Linked DNA regions of Mus musculus: region 1 is linked to region 2. A link is a contact called in public HiChIP or PLAC-seq data. All regions are on one chromosome and are shown on one strand. The core of a region is the stretch at or near the end of the contact, and the rest is flanking DNA. Distances in the headings are between cores, read along the strand shown. Region 1 has its middle 33 kb from the start of Rtp1. Region 2 holds the start of Adipoq (adiponectin, C1Q and collagen domain containing).

Region 1 (6,229 bases), core at 3,599-6,098, 320 kb after region 2:
AGAGGAGGGACTTTTAGATTGTGAGGGCAAGGAACAGAGGGAGGAGAGGAGAATTGCTACGACTCTGGGGGAGAGGGATCAGACTTAAGAGCTACAGGAAAGAAAGCTACCAGCCATGCAAGAATTCGGGAAAGGAGCCAAAGGAGCCACTTGCCCAATTGGGTCGGGGGTAACAGAGATGAAATGTTGATTTAGCAAGTTGACTCAGGAAAGTTGGAGGGGAGACTGTATGCTAGCCATGGGGAGGATTAGAAATGCCCATCCACGGAGCTAGTCAAGGCACATCAAAATGAGCTGGAATGCTTGTCTCCCATTCACGAATCTAGAGAGCTCTTGGGTGGGTGCAGAGTGTGTGACCAGCTGGCAGTCAAAGCAGTTTCATTCACTGCTACATTTCCCTACAAACCCCTATGACTCAAAAATCCCTGCTTCCCTCTTGCAACAGCCTCTGCTCTCCTTATGAAGTTTACAGGCTGCTGCTATGTGTAACATTAGTTCTTAATTGAACCCTGGCAGAACATTAAACTGAATTGAGCCAGCAGGTGGTCTTTATTTTATAAAGGAGAGTCCTTAAAATTGTGGCAGTGGAACTCTGTTCCGAGAACCACAGCTGGCTTTAGAAGCCTTGGCCTGGACTTACCCATGATAATTTTGAAGTCAGAAGGGCTGAGCAAGTATGAGCTGTGTAGGGTTGGTTCTTCTGGATCAAGTGACTGGTGGAGGCAGTGAGCAGCTGTCAAAACCCAGTTGGAACCTGAAGAATAGAGCACACACATCCTATGGCCTGCACTGTTCCATCCTGCCTCCCATCGAGTCAAGCTAAGGTCCTTACTGCTACTCAAGAGCACTATCCAAGGCCCTACAAGCATCCAAACACACCTGCATTGTGTTCCTTAAAGCCAATGGCAAGGGTGAGTATCTGCTAGCTCTAAATGGATCCTCACAAATATAGTAAGGGTGGTTCACAACTGTGCCTGGGAACAGATTATGTTCTTCAGTCCCCTCCCCACCCCCCACTGCCCACACCTAGAGATAGCTTGAGCTCCAGGAGTTCTAACACCACCAGGTTTGCAGGTGAGTTTCACCCCCACCTCCACCCCAACACCTGATCTAACTGGGACCTTCTAGCCTCAGGGTCCAGAAGACACAGGACCTTCTTCCCTGCTGGAGACATATCTTCCTTCTGGTCTGCAACTTTTTTGGGAACATATTTTTGCTCCAGCACCTACTACTCTGCCCACACTCACAGTCAGCTTGACTCTAAGGAGGTTAGCCACAACCAGGCACACAAATCAAATGCTCCAGACCCTCTCCCACAGTAAGACACAGCCTGACCCAAGGAGGCCCAACATAACCAGGCTTACAGGAGGGAGAGGCCAGTTCACACCAGAGATAACCAGGTGGTTAGAAGCAATTGTAAGAACATAAGCATCAGAAACCAATGCCACTTGGCAGCATCAGAACCCAGCTCTCCCACCACAGCAAGCCTTGGATACTCTAATATACCTGAAAAGCAAGATTCTGATCTAAAAATCCATCTCATGATGATGATAGAGGACCTTAAGGATGACAGAGTTAACTCCCTTAAAGAAATACAGGAGAACACAGATAAATAGGTAGAAGTCCTTAAAGAGGAGACATGTGAATCCCTTAAAGAAATACAGGAAAACACAATCAAACAGGTAAAGGAATTGAACAAACTGTCCAGGATTTAAAAATGGAAATAGAAACAATAAAGAAATCACAAAGGGAGACAACCCTGGAGATGAAAAACCTAGGAAAGAGATCAGGAGTCACAGATGCAAACATCACCAACAGAATACAAGAAATAGAAGAGAGAATATCAGGCATAGAAGATACCATAGAAGATATTGACACAACAGTCAAAGAAAATACAAAGTGCAAACAGCTCCTAACCTAAAACATTCTGGAATTCAGGACACAGTGAAAAGACTAAACCTAAGAATAATAGGTTTAGAAGAGGATGAAGATTCCCGGTTCAAAGGGCCAATAAACATCTTCAACAAAATCAGAAAAACAAAAACAAAAACAAAAACAAAACCAACTTCCCTAATCTAAAGAAAGAGATGCCCATAAACGCACTAGAAACCTACAGAACACCAAATAGTTTGGACCAGAAAAGAAATTCCTCCTGTCTCATAATAATCAAAACACCAAATGCACAGAACAAAGAAAGAATATTTAAAGGGGTAAAGGAAAAAGGTCAAGTAACATATAAAGGCAGGCCTATCAGAAGTACACCAGACTTCTCAATAGAGACTATGAAAGCCAGAAGATCTTGGGCAGATTTCATACAGGCCTTAAGAGAATGCAAATGCCAGCACAGGCTTCTAAACCCAGCAAAACTCTCAATTACCATAGATGGAGAAACCAAGATATTCCATGACAAAACCAAATTTAAACAATATTTTCCTTTAAACCAGTCCTATAGAGGATAATAGAAGGAAAAATCCAATACAAGGAGGGAAACCACACCAAGAAAAACCAAGGAATTAATCTTGTCACAATAAACCCAAAATGAGAGAACCACACAAACATAAGTCCACCTCTAACAACAAAAGTAACAGGAAGCAACAATCATTAGTCTTTAGTATCTCTCAACATCAATGGACTCAATTCCCTAATAAAAAGACATAGGCTAACAGACTGGATACATAAACAGGACCCATCATTTTGTTGCATACAGAAAACACACCTCAGTGACAAAGACATACACTACCGCAAAGTAAAAGGCTGAAAAAAACTTTTCCAAGCAAATGGTCCCAAGACACAAGCTGTAGTAGCCATTCTAATATTCAGTAAAATAGACTTTCAACCAAAAGTTATCAAAAAAGATGGGGATGGGCTCATCACACTCATGAAAGGAAAAATCCATTAAAACAATCTTTCAATTCTGAACATCTATGCTCCAAATGCAACCCACATTTGTAAAAGAAATGTTACTAATGCCACTAAAGCTCAAAGCACACCTTGAACCCCACACAATAATAGTGGGAGACTTCCACACTCCACAGTCACCAATGGACAGATCATGGAAACAGAAACCAAATAGAGACACAGTGAAACTAACAGAAGTTATGAACCAAAGGGATTTGACAGATATCTACAGAATATGCCATCCTAAAACAAAAGAATATACCTTCTTCTTAGCACCTGATGCTACCTTCTCCAAAGTCGACCATATAATCAGACACAAAACAAGCCTCCACATGTTCTCAGGACCCAACAGGGATGACATTAGCTGAAACACCCAACAACGGGGAGATAAAACCTGAAGAGATCACCTCTAGTAGATAGGTATAGCCCCCAGTTGAAGAATGGGGCCACCCACCCACTTCGAAATTTTTAACCCAGAACTGCTCCTGTCTAAAGGAAACATATGGACAAAAAATTGAGCATAGACTGAAGGAAAGGCCATCCAGAGACTGTTCCATCTTGGATCCATCCCATCTGCAGACATCAAAGCCCGATACTATTGCTGATCCAAGAAGTACTCTCAGACAGGAGCCTACTATGGCTGTCCTCTGAGAGGCTCTACCAGCATATGACTAAGACAGATGCAGATACTCATAGCCAACCTTTGGACTGAACCCAGGGACCCCAATGGAAGAGTTAGGGGAAGGACTGAAGGAGCTGAAGGGGACTGCAACCCCATAGGAAGAACAACAATATAAATTAACCTGACACCCCAGAGCTCTCAGGGACTAAACCACCAAACCAAGAGTACACATGCCTGGGTCCGTGGCTCCAGCTACATATGTAGGAGAGGATTGCCCTATATGCCATCAATGGGAGCATAGGCCCTTTGTCCTGTGGAAGTTTGTTGCCCCTGTGTAGGAGGATGCTAGAGGGGTGAGGAGGGAGTGGGTGAGTGGGGGAGCACTCTCTTAGAGGCAAACAGGGGGGAGGTTGGGATGAGGAGTTTGCAGAGGGGAGACTGTGAAGAAGGGCAACATTTGGAATGTAATAAATAAAATAACCAATTAATAAAAAAAAATCTGGTGAGGACTGCCATCATCCTCGGCTTTGCTTGCTTGGATGTAGCCCTGATGTCAGTATTAGGGGTACCTGGAGTTTCCTTAGAAATGAAGAATGTCATTATCAAGATCTCCCAAGTAGTTCCTGTGAACATGACTACTTGGCAAGTACTGAGAACTATGGTTAGCAGTCAGCGAGGCGTCTGCACATTGGAATCACCTGAAGAATTAGGAAAGGTGTCATTGTGACCTGCATCCCGGCCATATGCAGCAGAAGCATATAAAAGGATCCTCTGGTAATTTGACTGCAGTTGAGGCTGAGGACTACTGTTCGGAGCCAGTCCAAGTCATTACAACTACAGGCCTTCAGAACAGTGGTGTGGCCGGAGTGACAGTAAGCTAGTGTTTCTTGATTAGTATCCTAGCGTACTTCTTGGCTGCCATCTTGCCCTGAATGAATACGTTTTTGGTGTTTGCCTAAGGCAGAGTCAAGCTTTTAGCTCTTCCTTCAGTGGAGCTAACAGCAATAACTAAGGCCTGGATACATCCAGTGGAAACCAAGCAGAAAAAAAACAAAAGCATTTCAGACAGGGCTGGTCTGGCCTAGGCTGTAGTTCAGAGTCAAAGGCAGAGGCTGTTTCTGAAGCAGCTCCCGAATCCACTTGTCCCCCTCAGAAGGAGTCACATGTTCCGGACAAATCTCAGAACAGAACATTCTCTTTCCCCAGGCACACCCTGAACCTGCCCATGCCTAGGGATTATTGGAGCAGTGGGTAAGGTGGGCTGAGGTACCCAGGTTAGGAAATCCTGCTTTAGAGCAGGGCTTTCTGTATGAGTCCATGTGTATGCTCTGGCTTGCCCAGAGATTAACTTCACCTTTGAACTCTGCCAGCTCCCCAGCCCCCATCAGTGTGGACACAGAGACAGTGTTCTTGCTTTTCTTCAGTCTATTAAAACCCTCCTGGTCTCTCTGCTCTCTCCTATTTTCCCTGCCTCTATCACAAAGAATAGCAGCAGCAGAGATTACAGATCTGCAGAGCTGTCGGGAAGGGCCAGTGTGAAGGAGCTTTTAGCTGGGTTGGTGGTAAAGTGAATTTCAGCTTTCCAACATAAATGTGCAACCAGTTCTGACACCGGATGAACATTATTGACATAAAAAGTCAATGTTTGAAAAGCAACTTCAAAGTCTTAAAGCAATGAGTAAAGTCCATTTTTCACTCTTCTAACAAAGTTGGGAACATGACAAATGGTCTCCCTTCCTTCCACTGCCCTGACTCTTCTTCTCCATCTCTCTGCCTCTCCTTCCTTCAACAGAGTTCCACCTTCCCGTTATTCTTTCCTGATCTTTCCTCTCCCTTGGGTGTCTTGGGGCCTACTAGTCTCTTTCTACTTGTCATTTGTCACCTTTATTTCTGTCTTACTCTGTTTTTAGTTCTCTCCCTCTTACATTCTAGGTTCCATGTCTGCTGCCCCCTTTGTCTCAGTCTGTCCCTGGTGTTCTCTGGTTATCTGCTTTTCCCTTCTCTTTCTTGGTCCTGTCCTGTGCCCTAACCCCCATTGAACTGGTCAGAATGTGCCTGGAAACCTGTTTCATTTCCCAGGATCTGATATGACTTCTCAAGTACACATTGAAGAGTCTTTAAAGCCCATTTCCCCTGACTTCCAAGACTGCTACTGGTATTGATGGTGGTTGGGAGGGTGTGTGTGTGTGTGTGTGTGTGTGTGTGTGTGTGTGTGTGTGTGTGTGTTGCATGTGGTTCTCTCTGATCTGGCAGCTTTGGCACATCCCTGCTCCATGTCACATGTATGTACCTTGACTTGTAACTTGTATTCAACAGTCTGTCAGGAGACTCACCAGAATCAGTTCTACAGCTCAGGGAATGAGAACAGGAGTATGCCTCCCCTGGTTCCAGCTGCAGCCTCCCTTGTCCACACTGTCTTTATGGGGCAGTGATTCTCAATGAAGATTCAAGGGAAGGTTGGTCCTTAGCTTTCACCCTGTTCCCAGCCCTGGGTCTTTCGCCCCTTCACTTTCTCCTTACCTAAAAGGCTACCCCCACAGAAGGGTTGTCCGTTCAGGTGTGACAGCATGGCAATCCATGGCATGGTACCCTTCTGGGCTGGGCGGCCATTGAAGATCCTGGAGATCTGCTTCCGGGAGAACTTGGGGACACCACACACTGTAGCCAAGGGAGGGAGGAACAGGTCACACTCTGTACTCCACCTTACCC
Region 2 (5,933 bases), core at 2,599-5,098:
TATACTGATGGTTGTGAGCCATCATGTGGTTTCTGGGAATTAGAATTCAGGGCCTCTGCTTGCTCTAGTTGGCTCCAGTTGCTCCAGTCTAAAGATTTATTTATTATTAGATCTAAGTACATTGTAGCTGTCTTCAAACACACCAGAAGAGGGCATAGGATCCCATTACAGATGGTTGTGAGCCACCATGTGGTTGCTGGGATTTGAACTCAGGACCTCTGGAAGAGCAGTCAGTGCTCTTAACTGCTGAGCCATCTCTCCAGCCCTTAGCCTGCTCTCTTATATCATCTATGAGCACCTGTCTATGGTAACAGCACCACAATGGGCTGGACCTTACCTCCTCAATCATCAAGCAAGAAAACGTCCCATAGGCTTGCCCACAGGGCAGTCTGGTGGGAGCATTTCCCCAACTGATGTTCTCTCCCCAAATGACTTATCTGATACACTGGCCTTCGGAGAAAAGCAAGTCAACACCTCATTGTGATCCCATTTTACCCAGTCAGAATGTCATAAGAAAACAAATAACATTTTCATAAGAAAATAAACAACAATACATTCTGTCAAGGATGTAGACAGATGGGATGCACTTGATTCACTGCTGGTGGGAATGATAACTAGTCCAATCTCAGTGGAAGTCAGTCTGGAGTGTTCTCAGAAAATGAAAAAATAGCTGGGCAGTGGTGGCAGATGCCTTTAATCCCAGCACTTGGGAGGCAGAGGCAGGTGGATTTCTGAGTTTGAGGCCAGCCTTGTCTACAGAGTGAGTTCCAGGACAGCCAAGGCTACACAGAGAAACCCTGTCTCAAAAAACCAAAAAAAAGCCGGACGTGGTGGCGCACGCCTTTAATCCCAGCACTCGGGAGGCAGAGGCAGGCGGATTTCTGAGTTCGAGGCCAGCCTGGTCTACAGAGTGAGTTTCAGGACAGCCAGGGCTACACAGAGAAACCCTGTCTCGAAAAACCAAAAAAAAAAAAAAAAAAAAAAAAAGGAAGTGAAGAATAGCTGTGGATAACACAGCTTTTCTTTTCTTTATATTTCAGGCATCAGGGATAGAGGTCAGGTGTCAATGTAAATCACTCTACCACTGAGTTACACTTCTAAATTAAAGACATTTTTCCTTTCTTGAATGCCCAAAAATTTGGAGTACTGCAGGACAGGCTCACTCTTCTGCAGTTAGTGTTATGTCTCAAAATTTGATTTGAGGTTTAGTTGTTTCAGTAAATTGTCTTTTTAAAGTCATGACTAAACAATAATATACAGTGAAATTTAACCACATTCAGGAAACACTGAGGAAACTCAGGCCTGTGGGGAAATCTGGCCTTTTGTTTAAGTATCTCACTTCGCATGTAGGCGAGAATTGAGATGTGAACATGAGCTCCTGAAGGAAAGGACCACGTTTCTGTGGCTGCTTCACTCTGGGCAGTAACACATCTGTCCAGGTAAACCCAGCCTTGCTGAACGTCAATCTCAGCACTTGGGAGGCAGAGGTGAGAGTTTGAGGCCAGTCTGATCTATAGAGCAAGTTCCAGGATAGCTTGGGCTACACTGAAAAAACACTGTCTTGAAAAACAAAACAAAACAAAACAAAACAAAACAAAACAAAACAAAACACCAAAAACCAAAAAAGAAAAAAAAAAACAGGAAAAGAAAAGAAAAAAATCAAAATAAAACAAAGCCAAAAACAAAGCAAAAAAAAAAACCACCCAGCAAAAAACCAAACCGCCTAGCCTCAAGACATGTGTGGTTGAATGTTTTTCACTTCTAGTCGCTAAGCAAGTGTGTGTTTTTACACAATGCCCTCTGTGGTGAGTGGCGGATTCCCCTGAGAGTTCACCAAATGATAGGCTTTCACAATGCTCCCGGGTGTCTACCAGACCCAGCAAAGTATTGATGTGGTTTTGGGGTGAAAGTCACTCTGTCTTGTGCAATAGTTAGAATCTGCTGAAACCAGCAGTGTTCCTATATGGGACAGGGGTCCAGAGCTAACCCGGAGGCTATAACTGAGCAGAGGTGAAGACCACGAGGCATTGGGGAGCGTATGCCCTTTGTGGTCAGAGAGATCTAGCTTCGTGCCTTGGGTCTGTGTCTCTCCCTCTTACTGGCTTCTGGCTTCTTCATTAAGTGGGAGACAACCACAGGTATCTGTATGGGAAGACTCGACTACCCCTTGACTCAACATTGCTTGTTACTTACTTTGTACAAGATACTACTTAGTCTAGGGGTTATGGAGCATAACCTCAAGTAGGTAAAGCCCCTGCTCCAGCGTGTTTGCATTCCAGTAAGAAGCGAAAGACAGTAACACACATACAAAATAAGTAAGAAAATGCAACAACAGCAACAACAACAACACACACACACAAAGTAAGCAAAACGCTAAGGGAAAGATAGAGAGTGATACAGCTTTGAGTTGCTGTAGTTCTTCTCTCTCCTTTGCTTCATACAGTTTGCTTGGGAAGTGTCCAGGGCCATGGGGTCACAACTAACAGCCCTTGGAAATGAGCTTGTGTCCTTAATCTTCATGACCTAACGTGATTTCTCTAGAAACATCAGTGCATTAACAGGAAGACAAGATGGAAGATCATATTTTGGCTCTCCTTCCTTGGTGGGTTGACACTGCTGGTCCTATCCACTAGTAAAAGCATGACTCTTAGGCTCTGTGTGGCCAGTGGAAGGTGGCAGTTGGAGGAAGCAGATGCTTGGCCAGCCTTTGCCTGGGAGCAGTCTAGCTCTGAGTGTCTTATTGGAGCAGCTGCTGGCATCCAGAGTTCTTTTTGGATTCACGATTTAATTCAAAAGCTTTGTGCTCCCGAGAATCAGCTCTGGTCTTTCAAAAATAAGATGTGAGTCCGCCGAGAGGCTCCCAAGGTATTGCCTTGCCAACTGCAAGCCTTTTAGGAGCAGTTTAGTGAGTGGTGACTGCTAGTTGCAGTTGGCTGTTAGCCCAGAGCTAATAATAGATAGAAAAGGTATATACTTAAGGAGTCTGGAAACTGAGGTTTATCTACTCACAGAAAATGAGTTTCTAAAAAACTAGCTTGAAACTTACCCAGAAAAATCTTAGAACATGGTTCTCCAATGTCAAGGTAAGTGTTCTGTGACACTGGGCTTGAATTATGTAGGGACCACAGATTTTAGAATTTGGACCCCTGAACTTGCTTCACACCCCACCAGGAACCTTCCTGTACAACAGCCCTCAGAATTCATCTACATGGTCTTTTCTCAGTATGGGATCCGGTCTAGCAAGTGGAGCACACCTTCTATTGCTTAAAGATTTGTTTATGTATATGGGTATTTTGGCTGCATGCATATTTGCACACCAAAAGAAGGCAGCGGATCCCATGGAATTACTGTGGGTGCTGGGAATTGAACTCAGGACCTCTGGAAGAATAGCCAGTGCTCTTAACCACTGAGCCATGCCTGCAGTCCATCTATTTTTTATTCTAGTACAGCCCCTCTTCATTCTTACTGAAATAGTAATGCCTGAACCACACAGCTTCACATTTAGTTACAAAGAAAGAGTGGGAGTATCATGTGACAATTAGTGTTGTTGACTCTCCAGGACAAACTTATGGGAAAGGGAGGTCTCCTGACCCCTGAACAATCATTTTACTTGAGGATAATTTTCATTGCACTCAGAAACATGCTGAATTATTGTCCTTACCCTTGCCCCATCTCTTGCTCTGGTAGAGAATGGCCAAAGCCTGGAAACAGGATGGCTTGACAGAAGCTCTACTTGGCTTCCCAGACCCAAGCTGGATTAAACCAGGTTCCCTAAGGAGTCTTAAGGCAGCTGCCAGGAGCAAGGGGCCCACTCATTGGCTATTGGCCTTGACTGGGTTGGCCAATGGTAAGCTGGGGTCTGCCTGTCCCCATGAGTACCAGACTAATGAGACCTGGCCACTTTCTCCTCATTTCTGTCTGTACGATTGTCAGTGGATCTGACGACACCAAAAGGTAAGAACAATTCTATATTCTCGGCTGGCTGGGTATGAATGCAGAATCCCACTTGGGCTGTGTTCAGATTTTGCTCTCTGCAGCAGTGTGAAGGTAGATGTTGAGAAAACTCAGGCCTTGGAAACATGGTTGGGGCAGATAAGCTTTGGGGCTTTTCTTTAACTCTTCAAAGCTCTAAGAAAGAAACAATAACCTTTCGGTCCACAAGCTTGAGCCTAACCGGAAGTTTGCCCTGTTCATTTGATGGCAGGATGCCCACTGCAAAAAGAACCTGGAGATAGTGAGGTAGGAGGGTCGATCCACAGATGAGACTCTGTTGGAAAGTGGGATCTGTTGCTTCTCGGCTTTAAGAGTTACAGTGACAGGAGAAGCAGGCAGAGAGGGCAGCCCGAGGAAGTCCAGTTGAGGTCAGACTGTAGGATCTGTCTCTATCACTTAGTTCTACTGAGCAGATATGCACGGAGCATGCGCTGTAGAACACTTTGTCAGGGCTGTGAGTGAAAACATGGGTGTGCTCGGAGGAGTTGGGGACATCTGTCTGCATAGAGACATTTTAGGGGATTGGGTGACACAAAGTGGTGAGAACCTGGAAAATAGTGGCAATCTGGACAGAAAGCCTCATTTTGAAAGATATTTTCTGACAGAGGCACTGCACCTGCTTTGTCGTTGTTAAACCTAATTCTTGCTCCATGAACACAGCATCGGAACCATGGAGGTAGAGGAGATGAAGGAGGGAGGGGTTTGGAAGTCAAGGCAGCCTCTTGTGTGTCATGATACGTAAGTCCCTCGTCTGAAGAAATTTTGTTTTTGAGACTGGGTGTCACTATATATTCCTGACTGGCTTGGAATTTATAAAGACCAGGCCATCACTGAACTCACAGGGATCCACCTGCCTCCCTGGCTCCCAAGTGCAGGGAGCAAGTGCATGCTGAGAATGGGTTCTGAATCAAGCCTCACAAGAGGAGCCACCTCACTCCCCCTGTGATGTCATTCAAAAGGATGGCAGAGAATTTGATCAGAGTCATTCTGTGGACAAGAGGGCAGGTGGAGCAGGCCAGAGGGGCGTGAGAGTGCATCTTGGTTCTTGGAGCAGTTTGGTTCCCAAGGCTTAGTGAGAAATCCTTGATGCCTCTCTCCCTGTGTTTCGAGGAATCTTACAAGGCACAGGGCTTGCTTCTAGCCTTGTGTGTGTGATCCTGTGTGCATGTGTATGTGGAAGCCAGAGGGGTCTCTCCATATGAGGTGTCTTTCTTAATCTCTGCCTTATTTTTTTGAGACAAGGTCTCTCAGAACCTGGAGCGTGACGAAGAAGGCCAGACTGAGGTCATTGATCTCTAGGGATATTCTTGTCTCTGTCATCCCCTACCCCAGTGTCAGGGTTAAAGGTGACAGCTTTTGACATGAATTCTAGGGATCTAAATTCAGGTCCTCATGCATCTGCAGAAAGCACTAATCAACACAGCCATCTCCCAAGCACTTAAAATTTTATTTGTGCAAGTGCGTGCGTGCTTGCGTGCATGCGTGTGTGTGTGTGTGTGTGTGTGTGTGTGTGTGTGTGTGTGTATTAGTGCTTTCTTGAGAGAGAATGTGCAAGCACACACAAGAGTCTAATGTGTGCAGACACGCTCATTCTATGGCAGGCACATGGAGGTGAGAGGGTAACTTTTGGGAGTCGTCCCTTTCCTCCTCTCTTGTTTCTTCTGCTCGTCCACCCACCGTCAGCCTCAGGAGACTGTGATCGCCACCGCATCTTGCTTTTTATGGGAGATCCAGGGGTTGAATTCAGGCTGTCATCCTTGCCCAGGAAGTGCGTTCTCCTTAGCCCTCATTTTTGTCATTTTCCAAGGAGGTTACAGAGATAAACATTCCAGCTGCTTGTCAACTCAGAGGACCGGTAGTCCCCATGTGCTCTGCTAAAGTCAGGAGGTGCTATCTTTTGGAAAGCAAAGGCTTCAATCAGGAGCTCGCCCTACAAGCTT

The links. HiChIP or PLAC-seq counts read pairs in DNA pulled down with a chosen protein or histone mark.
Region 1: a contact with region 2 is called in an H3K27ac HiChIP or PLAC-seq map of hepatocytes, with 3 times the contacts expected there. The contact joins the enhancer-like site here to the promoter of Adipoq in region 2. A contact is called at or near these places in 3 of 39 promoter capture datasets (embryonic stem cells, liver and trophoblast stem cells), 1 of 15 datasets of contacts at CTCF or cohesin (pro-B cells), 2 of 484 Hi-C or Micro-C datasets (the HPC-7 cell line and nephron progenitors), 2 of 115 datasets of contacts at active chromatin or transcription factors (embryonic stem cells and hepatocytes) and 2 of 9 other capture datasets (adipose tissue and liver).

Annotation. Positions count from the first base shown.
Region 1 is chr16:23,458,988-23,465,216 of GRCm38.p6, forward strand. It overlaps a transcript of Masp1 not described here. Among named protein-coding and RNA genes, the nearest start is that of Rtp1, 33 kb to the left of the region's middle. Within about 2 kb of position 4,849, at least 4 of the 459 cell types and tissues checked have an H3K27ac peak or open chromatin away from gene starts, as enhancers often do. A contact at or near this core is called in hepatocytes and liver, where this site is marked.
Region 2 is chr16:23,142,688-23,148,620 of GRCm38.p6, forward strand. It overlaps Adipoq (adiponectin, C1Q and collagen domain containing), which reads left to right and starts at 3,849. Exons shown (of 3, transcript NM_009605.5): 1 at 3,849-3,954. RefSeq lists an enhancer at 1,700-1,862.